Linked DNA regions of Mus musculus: regions 2 and 3 are each linked to region 1. Evidence: chromatin contacts called from public Hi-C and promoter capture Hi-C data. All regions are on one chromosome and are shown on one strand. Each heading gives the region's core, a stretch centred on a gene start, on an enhancer-like site or on the middle of the called end of the contact. The rest is flanking DNA. Distances are from core to core; before and after follow the strand shown.

Region 1 (3,919 bases), core at 725-3,224:
AGCAAAGCCTTTAAAGACAGAAAAACTGTACTCCTAAAAGCAGAACAAATAAGTAAGTTTAGCTAAAGCATACTTTATTAAAATCTATAAAGCATTTGCAAGAACTAGAAACCAGGACCAGGATTTCCTATTGTATTTCCTGGGTTGTGGGGTACTAATTAATCAAAGCATTTTGAATTTTGTGGTTGTTGTCTTGGTTTTGGAGACAGGGTTTTTCTGTGTAGCCTTGGCTGTCTTGGACTCACTCTGTAGACCAGGCTGGCAGCAAATTCAGAGATCGGCCTGCCTCTGCCTCTGAGTACTGGGATTAAAGGCCTTCACCACCATTGCCTGGCAGAACTTTGTGGGGTTTTTTTTGGTAGTGTTGGGGTTTGTTTATTTTTACTAAGGGTTGAAATTGGGGCCTTGGCTGTGCTCAGCAAGCACTGACCACTGAGGCCCTCCTCAGGTACTCGTTCATTTTTAAGTTCTTATTTTTTAAGGTGTCTGTGTGTATTGTGTATGTTCTCTCTGTGTGTATATATGTTTCTCTCTCTCTTTCTCGCTGTGTGTATGTGTAGGTGTGTGTAGGTGTGTGTGTGTGTGTGTGTGTGTGTGTGTGTGTGTGTGTGTTTACTTGAATAACCACAGAGGCCGGAAGGAGTCATCAAGTCCCCTGGGGCTGGAATTGTAAGCAGCTGTTAGCCACCCCATATGGATGGTGGGAACAGAATGCTACTCCTCTACTAAAACAGGATGGACTCTTAACTATGAGACATCTTTTAAGCCCTTCTCCCTTTTTATTTTTGAGAATTCTCTCACTAAATTTCCAAGATGACCATGAATTTGTAATCATTCCATTATATAGGTGGGATCGCAGGCAAGTGCCAACAGGTCTTCTTTTCTTTGACCCCCAGAAAAGGTCTTATTGTGTATAACCCTGGCTGCCCTGGAACTCATTATATAGATCAGGCTGGTCTAAAACCCACAGATGCCTGCCTCTGCTTCCCAAGGGTTGGTGTTAAAGGTTAATTAACAAACCAAAATAACTTGCTGGCTATCCTTCGTTCCTTGGGTGATTACATGGTGTTTACTGCGGGCTGGGGAAATGACTCAGTGCTTATGAGAGAGCGCTTACTGCTCTTCCTAGAGGACCAGAGTTCGGTTCCCAGAACTCAAGACAGGCAGCTCACAGCTGCCTGGAACTCCAGTTCCGGATTTGATATTCTCTTCCAGCCTCTGCAGGGCCTGAATACACACACAAACGCTTAAAAATTTTTTTTGGTTTGTTTTTTTTTTTTTAATTGGTCAAAACTTTTCTGGATTCCTTCATCCTGTCAGACTCAATACTGGAGTTAGGAATTGCATAGATTTTTTTTTTTTTTTTTTTTGGTAGGCAGTAGATAGGTAAATCGAATTTGAGGATACAAGTGTTTGTAGCAGTTGCATAAACACAGTGCAATGGGAAACAGGAAGTTAAAATGTGGTTAACGATGCTGACACACTTTTTAAGTGATTATGCTTGGACTGACATATCCACAGTAGTGTATGCACTCATGAGTGTCTGTTATGTGTTCGAGGCAGTGTCACTACGTAGTAGCTATGTTGCCCACGTTGGCCTGGAAATTGCAGTTCAGATCTTAGCATGAGTGTGCCCCTTGTAAACAGCACTGGGAGGTGAAGCAATAGAGTTTATTAGCCTGAGCTCCACAGCGAATTGCTGTCATCCTTTTTCAAACCGTAACAACAAAAACAAATCAAAAACCCAAATATACAAAAGAAAGAGAGCAGAAGAGGGGGTAAATTACAGCTCTCCTGCCTCACACTGGAGTGTTGCTGCCAGGCGAGTGCAGAGAGCTTACAGCTGTTCCGGAAGCTGCTGCGAAGGTAGCCAACTCTATTGGATAACCAACCTTTCCATTTCTGTGGCGCCTACAAGTCCCAGAACACACCGCGGGGCGCGGAGGCGGGGCAGCATGAAGACTGAGTTCTTTGATTGGTGATGAGCACCAGGCCAATCGGAGGTGCTGTTGTTTGTCAGTCCCGGAGCCGGTCCGCAGAGGGAAGGAGGCAAGATGGTGTTGGAGAGCACTATGGTTTGGTGAGGAGCTTCGGACGTGGCTGGGGGGCGCGTCTGGGTTGTTGGTGCGCGTGGCGCCGAAACCCGAGGGCCTGGGCTGGGGACTGGGTCGCCGGGCGAGATGTGGCTTCGGGGCCCGCGGGACTCTGGCAGACGACTCCCTGAGTCATCCCGGCCCAGGAACGCAGGCCCGGGAACTCCTGTTCCCTTCCCTGAATTTCAGGTCTCCCATAAAGCAGAGGCCAACTGCCCCCTCCACTCGCCTCCAAGTTTTTCTTTTCTCTGTACTTTATCGCATGTAAACCTCACAACCGCATTCTTGGAAAATAGTCCTTGTCTCATAATGAGTCGGAAGGACTTTAGGGGATCCGCTGTAGTCACACAGCAAATTAAGAGGCCGTGATAAGCAGGATGAACTAGGTTTTATCAGGTTTATACTTGGGATGAGTACCTATTAAGAGTTAGATTAGAAACTGAGGACAAGAAAATAAATAGAAAGCTGAGAACATATTTTTTTTCAGGGCTACAAGAGGACTTTGTTTTGTGTTTTCTGGGAATTGAATCCAGAGCATTGTGAACGCTGGGAACGTGCTCTACCAATGAGCCTCATCACACACCTGGATTGCATTTATTATTTGTCATCATTATTGTTTTAGATGGAGCTTTGACACTGTAGCTCAGACTGGCTTTGAAGTCGCTATTTGAGAAGATGCACAGGTTGGCCTTGAACTTGGAATGAGTATGTAGGATTAAAAACTTGAGTCACTAGGCCCATGTTTTCATTTGGAGATTGGCTAGCACTGCCACCTAAATGCAGGATGGCTTAAGCTTGGTTTCCTGCACTTGGAGGATGAGACAGGGAGTTTTCATGATCAGGACTACCTAGCAAGGTTCTGTCTCAAAATAAGACTACCAGAATGCCCAGTTAAATTTGAATTTCAAGCAAATCATGAGTGATTTTTTAGTATGAAAGGGAATTTTAAGTCCAACCCAAATATTGCTCTTACAAGTTACTTGTTGGGGCCGGGCAGTAGTGGCACACACCTTTAATCCCAGCACTTGGGCAGCAGAGGCAGGTGGATCTCTTAGGGGTTGAGGCCAGCCTGGTCTATAGAGCAAGTTCTAGGACATGCAGAGAAGCCCTGTCTCAAAAGGTGGTAAAATAAAACAAAAACAACAACAAAATAGTTACTTGTTGAGGGTGGTGAGATGGTTGGGTGGGTAAGAGCACAGAGTTTGGTTCCAAGCACCCATGTTGTTTGCTGCTGCCTTCTTTTTTTTTTTTTTTTTTTTTGGTTTTTCGAGACAGGGTTTCTCTGTGTAGCCCTGGCTGTCCTGGAGCTCACTTTGTAGACCAGGCTGGCCTCGAACTCAGAAATCCGCCTGCCTCTGCCTCCCGAGCGCTGGGATTAAAGGTGTGCGCCACCACGCCCCTCGCTGCTGCCTTCTTGACAGGACCAGAAGATCAGTGCCTTTGATCTCTGTAGGTGCCCGCACACACACCTAAAAACAATAAATATAAATCTCGAAAGTTACTCATTATTCATCTGAAATTAAAATTTAACTTTTAAGTCCTATATTTTTGTTTTTTTTTTTTTTAATTTTTTTTTTTTTTTTTAGATTTATTTATTTATTATATGTAAATACACTGTAGCTGTCTTCAGACACACCAGAAGAGGGAGTCAGATCTTGTTACGGATGGTTGTGAGCCACCATGTGGTTGCTGGGATTTGAACTCTGGACCTTCGGAAGAGCAGTCGGGTGCTCTTACCCACTGAGCCATCTCACCAGCCCTATTTTTGTTTTCTAAGTTTGCTTTCACTTCTGGGATAGAGTATGTTAAAATAGAAGATGGATTTA
Region 2 (4,045 bases), core at 1,133-3,632, 1.1 Mb before region 1:
GATGTTTTTCCACTAATAGGTAGAAGGATGGGGAGGAAAAGAGAGATTAAAGCAATTATTACTTCAAGAACACTTCCAAATTAGTGACATAACTCCATCACAGCACATCTAACACTGCACATCAATCGTTGGTCACCGTGCCTTACACAACTCATCAGAACCCACTGTTGGCCACCCTGCCTCATACAACACACCAGCCTTGTTTCTTTGACAAAGTTTTACTTTTTTTCTCTTCCACAGAGAAAGTCCCTGGTACTACATGAAAGGGATAAGACAAACCAGAGCACTGAAAATAAACAAACAAATTAGAAGTAGTTTGGAAACTACCTACCATCTTTACTTCCCACTTAAACATATGATGTCCAAAACAGACATCTATTTAGTTCTAAATTATTCACGTTAATGGGTAATGATTGGCAGAAAGGTGCTGATAATCCAAAATGAGAGCAAAAAAATCGAAAAAGAAAAATCTATTTTTGTTTTGGAATATGTGTCTTCAGCATATTTACCTTCTCAATTATGCCTAGCATGAGCTAATATTTGTGTTCATGTGCAATCTCTAAGTACACAGAAACCAGCCTGGATTACAAAGGTGCTCGAAAGATGCCAGTTCACGTAAAGTCAGAACAGACTGCATTCAGTGCTGTACAGGAGGAACAGCAATTTCTTTTATTTTACATTCTCTTTAACCTTCAAAATATCAATAGACTAGCACAGCAGGTTAGTAAACTTAAAAGACCTGCTTGAAAAACAATGAGGGTAAAGAACATAATTAATTCCTCATTGTTTACCTAGAATGTGTTCCTATGTAAGTTATATACTGCCAACATTTAACTACAAGTCTGATTCTCCCTGGCAGACTTCTCCATCCCTCAGGAACAGAATCTCATTGACTAAGAAACACATTTCCTAAATGTCTTTTTAGATATGCAACATAGAAAAAAATAAAAAATAGAAATTAGCTACTCCTTTGGAGTCTTCTTACCACCACTTCTCCTTATTTTTCTTATCCACCTGACAGGTTTTGAGACACAAAGGGATCCAGCATCCTAAAAGACCTAAGTATATTGTAGGAAAAGCCAAAGACCCACAAATTACCAGCTTCTAAATAAAACACCCTATGTAGTATTCACAAAAAGATAAAGAAAGCCAAAGTCAAAGCGGGTTAGCGATTGGCTTTGCAGTCATGAAAATTCCCTAAGGGGAAAAAAAAATTTGGGGGAGGGGGAATAACCTCTTAGATCAAATCTCACCAGTTCGCTTCTCTCAACTTCCCCATTTTTACATGTGTCTTGTGCCCAGAAAAGACACCTATGTTAGACTGACACTCTATCACCAGAGAAGAGAGACAGACTCTGAGGGCTGGTCCTTGTGAGCCGACAGGCTAAAAATACGCCGGCCCAGTAAACAAATCCCATTCCATCTCAACAGGAGCCACACCGTTAACCTAGTAATTATGAGAAGAGTGCGATCACACAGCCCCCAGCTTACTCATCATCAGCTTCTAAAGTTTCCATCAGCGCACAGAAACTTTTTTTTTCTGAAGTCCATAAGCCTGCCCTAGAATTTCTACACCTACACTCACCACAGTCTCTCTCTCCTCTCTCCTCTCTCCCCTCTCCCTCTCTCTCTCCTCCCTCCCTACCCCCCTTCCTCCATTACTGGACGCACCTCAGTTTGGCTATCGTTAAGAACAAACTTGGCTTTTCTTTTTTACTTTTATAGTGACTTTAAAAGAACTTTATCCTACTTGGGGGGGGGGGGCTGCATCTAGACCACCCTAAAACTCCGCCATCCGTCTCCCAAAGTCTAGCTGACAAGAGGGGACTATCCAAACTGCCCAGCACAGCTGGGGAAGGGACAGGAACCGCCGGCCAGGGCTGAGAGCGCAGGACGCAGGTGAAAGATTGGCGTGAAGGAGGAAGGTGGGGACCAAGCAGAGAGCGGGTGCTCAGGGGGAGATGGCTTCAGGTGAAGTCTCGTCAGAGAGAGTGAGCAGTGGAGCTCGACGACGCAGAGTTGGGGCGCTGGAGAGGCGGGAGGAGCGGGGAGGAGATGGGGAGGGTGTCAGGGCTGGGGTCTCCGTTACCCTCGCGACTCTCGGGGCAAGGCTCTAGGCCGGGGCGGAGCGCGGGGCCCGGCCGCCTCGCCTCATTCCTCGGCAGTGACCCCGGGGTCCAAGCGGCCCCTCCCCCGACGACGATGGAGGCGGAGGCGGACACTGCGACCGCGGCTGTTGCTCTCCACAGGAGATAGAGCTGGAGCCAAGCCGGGACTGACCGGAGCTGGCCTCTTCCCAATGGCTTTCCGCCGGCTCCTCCACACCGGGTCGCCACTCCGACTCCAGCGGCTGGTTCAGGATCGGTGGCTTTCGGCCGTCCGGCCGGAAACAAGCGCCCGTTTCCGGCCGGAGCGGGTTGGCGGTGACACCCTAGCCGCCCCCGGGCCTCCTCCCGCCCGGCGCGGCCGGCCCCGCCCCGTCCCGCCCCGCCCCTCCCCGCAGCAGCCCCGCCCTCGGGACCGCTTTGGGGCTGTGGCCGGTTTGGCGCTTGCCCGGCGCGTGACCCCGCGCGTTTTTGGCTCGCGTCCCCGAGCCCCCGGGCGGAGGCACTTTTGAGCGGGAGCTGGGAGCTCGGCATGGACTGTTAAGACTTTGGGGTCGCATCAGTTGGCGCCAGCCCTAAGGGAAGAAATGGAGACTGGCGGAGTAGCTTTCGAAAGGTGAGAAGGATAAAAATACTTGAGAAGGTTGAAATTCTAGTTACTCCACGCAATCCTGGACCAACCAGACTGAATTGAACATCGCTTCTTACAAACCAGCCCCACCCAGCTATGCATTCCCCTTGTTCCTTCACTCTTGACGTGAACGTACCCTTTGCTATATTCACTTGCATAACAATACTCCCTTAGTAACATCCCTGCCACAGTCAGTTTTTTAGTTAATGTTGTAAAAACACATTGTCAATGTGTTTTTACAACATTACAGCATAACTCAATGCCTTTACTTATTGAAGCCCTACTGTTGTAAAAGCACTGTATTCTGGAAGACTGGAAATAGAAAACGCAACAAGACATAAATCCCAAGCATCAGCAATCTAACAATTTAGTATTAATAGAATTCACTGAAATATTTTATATAAAGCAAAACAAACATATATGTCACGGAGGTTACAATGAGCTGTGCCTAGGAGCACACAAACAAGCCATCTCAGCCTTTCATGTTTGTAAAGGAATATGGACTGCTTCCAGAAGAACTACTTTATTGAAAACACAAAAATGGGCCCAGCTTATGCTATACTCTAACCAAATGAATCCTAAAATTTAACTCAGATCTCTAGAATCCACACATTCAAGGCAGTGTTTATTATCAAAATTATGTTCACTGGGTTTATGTAAAAGCATAATGCAGTTGGCTCTTCATTTTCCTCAGTATTCGCTGAGAATTTTGGTTTCTAATGGGGAAGGATAGAGCACAGAATTATCCAGACTAGGAACTGACACCTGAAACAGGAAACCCACTGGAAAAATACCCTTAAGTTTAGAGTTGAAAGTTTAGGGCTGAACCTAAGGCCACGTATACATGTCTCAGCCAAGCAAAGTAGCTGGTGCCTTTGGAAGATACCACAACTTACAATGCAACTTAGCAAGCCAGAGCTTAGAAGATCCAGGGAGTACCGATTGCAACTACTATTTTGTGACAAATTTGAGAAGAGGGTAGGATTTGGTCTCACTGAATTCCGTAGATCATACTAGCCCCTGCTGGCTAAGTCTGATGTGGGAAGGCAGAACTCTGCAAAACTGAGAGCTGCTTTCACACTCATCGATTAACTATGTTTAACACACTTTCACACACTCCTTAGGACCAGGTATGGAGCTCAAAGGCTCTCTCCACCTTAAGTACAAGGCAGAGGGGTTGGTTTTGTTGTTGTTGTTGTTTTGTTTTTGTTTTTGTTTTTGTTTTTGTTTTTGTTTTGTGGCAATGACCACAAAAAGTGGTCCAGATTAAAAAGTTGAGCCAAGTTGCTGGTCAAAGCCATTTAAGCGA
Region 3 (3,776 bases), core at 792-3,291, 1.6 Mb before region 1:
AAGAGGAACTCTTTAGACATAGGGTAGCTAGTTCTGGTTACTACTACACCCGAGGCAAAATGCTTCCCTCAGAATGAGATAAAAAAGAGCCGGACATATTTATGGTGTAGCCATGTTAAACCTTGTTTACTCTAACCGACCTGGAAAGTAACTCTGTTGACTCAGTAGCTTCAGAAGTGCATCCATTTGTAGCCCAGCACCCTACAGAATCCTAGCCTGGCTGCAATTCAAACTGGTTAGAGAGCAAAGAGAAGGGGAGAATAAATGAGCCATCAGGCGTGCAGCAGAGTGGATCTGAACGTTCAACTTCACTGAAATCTTCCTGTTCACAAAGACACAAACATTTAAGAGTAGAAGAAAGTGAAACATGGTCTCAAGGAAGAGATGACCAGAAAATCGGGGCTAGCAATCATTTTAAGTGCCCAATCTGTCATCAATGTGCACAATCCTTGAAGAAACTGCTGCTCAGTGAAGTTATGAGACCCTTTGCCCAAAGACAGAGCCGGGACTGACAGGCCTCCGAAGCCTGTCTGCTCTTTTCACTGAAGCTTCCAAAAGGAAGCAAAGAGTGGGGCGGAAGGAGGTCAACCAACAGTCTGGAAAGAAAGAAAGAGGGTGGGGTGAGCTGTGCAACTTTTCTCCTAGAAAACAGCAAGGAGGCAGTCACTTTTAGACCCAGGAGGACCTGATCAAGGAAACAGAAGGGATGTGTTGGAAATTCCAGACTTAAAGTCTGAGTCATACACCCTTCACTGTGTGTTCCTTGTCGTTTAAACTATGAATTTGGAACCAGGATTCTGACAGGAAATTGGTTAACGTTGCCTAAACAAAAACAACAAAGAAAATTCTCACATCCCTCTTCCCAGAAATTAGGCATCTTTAAGCCGGCAATTTCTAAGCAAAATAAGGTTGTTGCCTGGCTTGTTTCCACAGAATTTAGCATTGAGTGAGCCAGGGCCTGAGATTTATCCTCAGTTCCTGGGCAAGGGCCAGGAATACAGCGCCAGACAGACAGAGGCCCGAGTTGTGAGGCTCCAAACTAAGACACTAAAGCGAGGCACCAAGTCACAGGAAGCTGGCACGGCCTCAATGGTGTGGGTTCAGATTCAAAGGAACAATTATTGTGAGTGACTTTTGAAAGCACTACCTAATAATTCTCCAGCAGATCTGAAGTCATGGTGGAAATTTCATGGTGGGAGGTGGGGTGGGTAAGTTAAGTATGTGAAGAACTAAAAAGTCGAGATTCAGAAGATGAAGTACAAGGGCTCAGGAGATGGGAGTACAGGAATTGCTGAGATCAGAGAGAGAAGACAGAGAAGGGTAAGGATGAGAAATGCCCTGGGTCTGAGATAAAGGAGAGGATCCCACACAATAGGGGCGGGTTCTTAAAGGGAGAAGGACATTAAAATCTTAAGCCTGCTGACAGAGAAAAAGTTGGGAAGAAAAGAGAATTGCATCTGAAAACAGGAGTCCCTGAAGAATGCATTAATAACTCGTGTGTGTGTGTGTGTGTGTGTGTGTGTGTGTGTGTGTACACGCGCGCGTGCGCGCTTGTGTGTGTGTCCAGAAGGAAACTCCCCAAAAGGAAATGCATGCGAAGGCTGGACGCCAAGCGGAGCCACTGTGAGGACAGTGGGAGCTGTGGGAGCCAGGCTCTTGACTAGAGGGTGTCCCGCAGGAGGCCAGTTCCCGACACTTACCTCGACCGTAGCCCTGCGTGTGCTTGGCGAAGCTCCTCACCACCGCCTCCACAGCCTCGCGCAGCACCGCAGGGCTACCCGCGGCGCCGGGGGGCAGGGGCAGCCCGGGGGCCCCAGCCAGAAGCAGCGGAGGCGGGGGCGGGGCGGGGGGCGGCGGGGCGGGCGGCGGGCCCACGGGGGGTGTGGCGGCGCTAGTCGGGGCCCCGGTCACCCCTGGCCGCAGCGCTCGCAAAGTGCCTCTCCCACCGACGCCTACACCGGGCTGCAGCCGCTGTGCTCGCATCGTCTCCATCCCGGTGGCCGGCGGAGCTGGGCCCCGGAGCCTGCCAGCCTGGCGAGCTAACGGTCCCAGCTACCCCAGTGAGCAAGAGCCAGGGGATTGAGGGCGGTGCCGGGATCCAGCTGTCAGTCAAGAGCGGGCGGGACGAACCAGATGCCATGCCAATCACTGGTGGAGAGGGAGGAAAGGGGTGGGCTCCTGAGCCACCTTAGGCAAATGATTGAGGAAGGCGGAGGCACGGGAACCAATTGAATAAAGAAAAGGCTAAATCGTCTAAGAGAGAGAGCTTCGGAGCATCTTTGGGAATCCTGTGGTAAGCGATAGAAATCCGGCCAGACCCCTGGGGCGGGGCTTGAAGGGAAAATAGGCCTGGATGCAAGGCTGGATAGAACTGTAGCTGGAGAGGTTTCTTAAGGACCATTTGTCTGATCACTTTACTTTCTAGATGTAGATGCGGTTCAGAGAAGTGATGTGACTCATCTTTAAGTTCATACACAATTGGTGGTGGAGTGAAAACTGAGTATAGTGCTGACTTTAGTGAGAATATGCTATGTCATATACTTGAGTGCACTGCCTTATTTAATAGCTGCCAAGTACAAACCAGGTTTTATTTTACAAACAAGAAAAGTGATGCTCAGGAAGATTAGATACATGAAATGGCTGGATGGCAAGGGAGATTCAGACATTAAGTGTTTTAATCCAAATATTTTCCTTTTTTCACTATTTACATTCAGGAATGGTTTTCTGACTTCAGCTACTCACTAAGGGAGTCAGAGAACGTAGAATGTGTTTATCACTGTACAGAAAGAGTGAGCTAGAATACACTCAGAAACCTATCAAACAGAGAAATTCAGGACATAGATGGAAAGGGTGCTTGATCCAGGTAAGTCTGGGTTCCAACAGTTGTTCCCAGCAGACATCCATGCACACAAGCTGCGACACCCTTTTGTTGACTGACCATTCCTTTTCCCCTTAGGTGAAGTTACTAGCCCCACCCCCTCTCCTAGGGTTGGCTAAGAGACCTGGGACTATGGAGGTTAGAAGAAAATGAATAAAGGCACACCTGGTGAAATGAAATTAAACCCTGTATTTAAAACAACAACAAAACCTGTGTGGTCAAGATGTAGGAAGTAGCATCTGCTTATGGAGAAGAGGGGCAGTAAGAATCTTAAATCATTAAAAGTCAGGCATGGGGAGGCTGGGGGGAGGCCCACCAAATGCCTTAAAACCTCAGAACACAGGGCCCATTTGCCTTTTCTTCTACAACCACTACTGGTCAGTTGGTCTCCTGGAAAGAAAGTAGCTGCAGCCTCTAGATTGGCTCCCTGAGTAGTTGTGACTGTAAGTCTCACCCTCCCATGCCCTCTCTCTTCACCCCCCCCCCCAACCCACACTTTCAGGCAGCAGTGACAAAACAGACTTCTGAACACATTTATTTGACAAGTGGTAAGAGGACTGACTTAGGCTTGCTCCCCACTTCTACCTGTGGGGGGTTGTTCATAAGCTCAGACACACAGAAGAGCAACTTTGAGCCCATGACCTACCCCTGGGGTAAACAAGACAATCTGGAGTGGTATATGTGTGTGTGGGGGGCACAGGGAGGGAATAAAAAGCAGGAAACTGAGAAGTGGAGAGCGTGGAAGGCAGCAACAGAAGTGAGATTGGGAGCTGCTTTGGGAACCCCAAGAACAGTGAAGAAGACATCCTGAAAAGCGGATGGGAGCAGGGTGTGAACAAGGAGCCAGGCATGGAGAAGCAAGGCCTGCAGAATGGGGCGAGATAGTCATGAAGAGAAA

The links. Promoter capture Hi-C pulls out the DNA fragments that hold promoters and counts their contacts. A called contact is a pair of places that touch in the nucleus more often than the background predicts.
Region 2: a Hi-C map of B cells shows a contact between it and region 1, with 7 read pairs. The contact joins the promoter of Otud7b here to the promoter of Psmd4 in region 1. A contact is called at or near these places in 1 of 39 promoter capture datasets (liver) and 1 of 484 Hi-C or Micro-C datasets (B cells).
Region 3: a promoter capture Hi-C map of pre-B cells shows a contact between it and region 1. The contact joins the promoter of Lix1l here to the promoter of Psmd4 in region 1. A contact is called at or near these places in 2 of 39 promoter capture datasets (cranial neural crest and pre-B cells).

The regions. Positions count from the first base shown.
Region 1 is chr3:95,040,669-95,044,587 of GRCm38.p6, reverse strand. Psmd4 (proteasome (prosome, macropain) 26S subunit, non-ATPase, 4) reads left to right here and starts at 1,974. Exons shown (of 10, transcript NM_008951.2): 1 at 1,974-2,080. The coding sequence starts at 2,055.
Region 2 is chr3:96,102,864-96,106,908 of GRCm38.p6, reverse strand. Otud7b (OTU domain containing 7B) reads right to left here and starts at 2,382. Exons shown (of 12, transcript NM_001025614.1): 1 at 2,090-2,382. Gm30044 (a long non-coding RNA gene) reads left to right here and starts at 2,553. Exons shown (of 2, transcript XR_375856.2): 1 at 2,553-2,721.
Region 3 is chr3:96,599,398-96,603,173 of GRCm38.p6, reverse strand. Lix1l (Lix1-like) reads right to left here and starts at 2,041. Exons shown (of 6, transcript NM_001163170.1): 1 at 1,701-2,041. The coding sequence starts at 1,992. Gm52628 (a long non-coding RNA gene) reads left to right here and starts at 2,075. Exons shown (of 2, transcript XR_003954672.1): 1 at 2,075-2,863; 2 at 2,957-3,592. It overlaps Ankrd34a (ankyrin repeat domain 34A), which reads right to left. Exons shown (of 2, transcript NM_001024851.3): 2 at 3,396-3,776.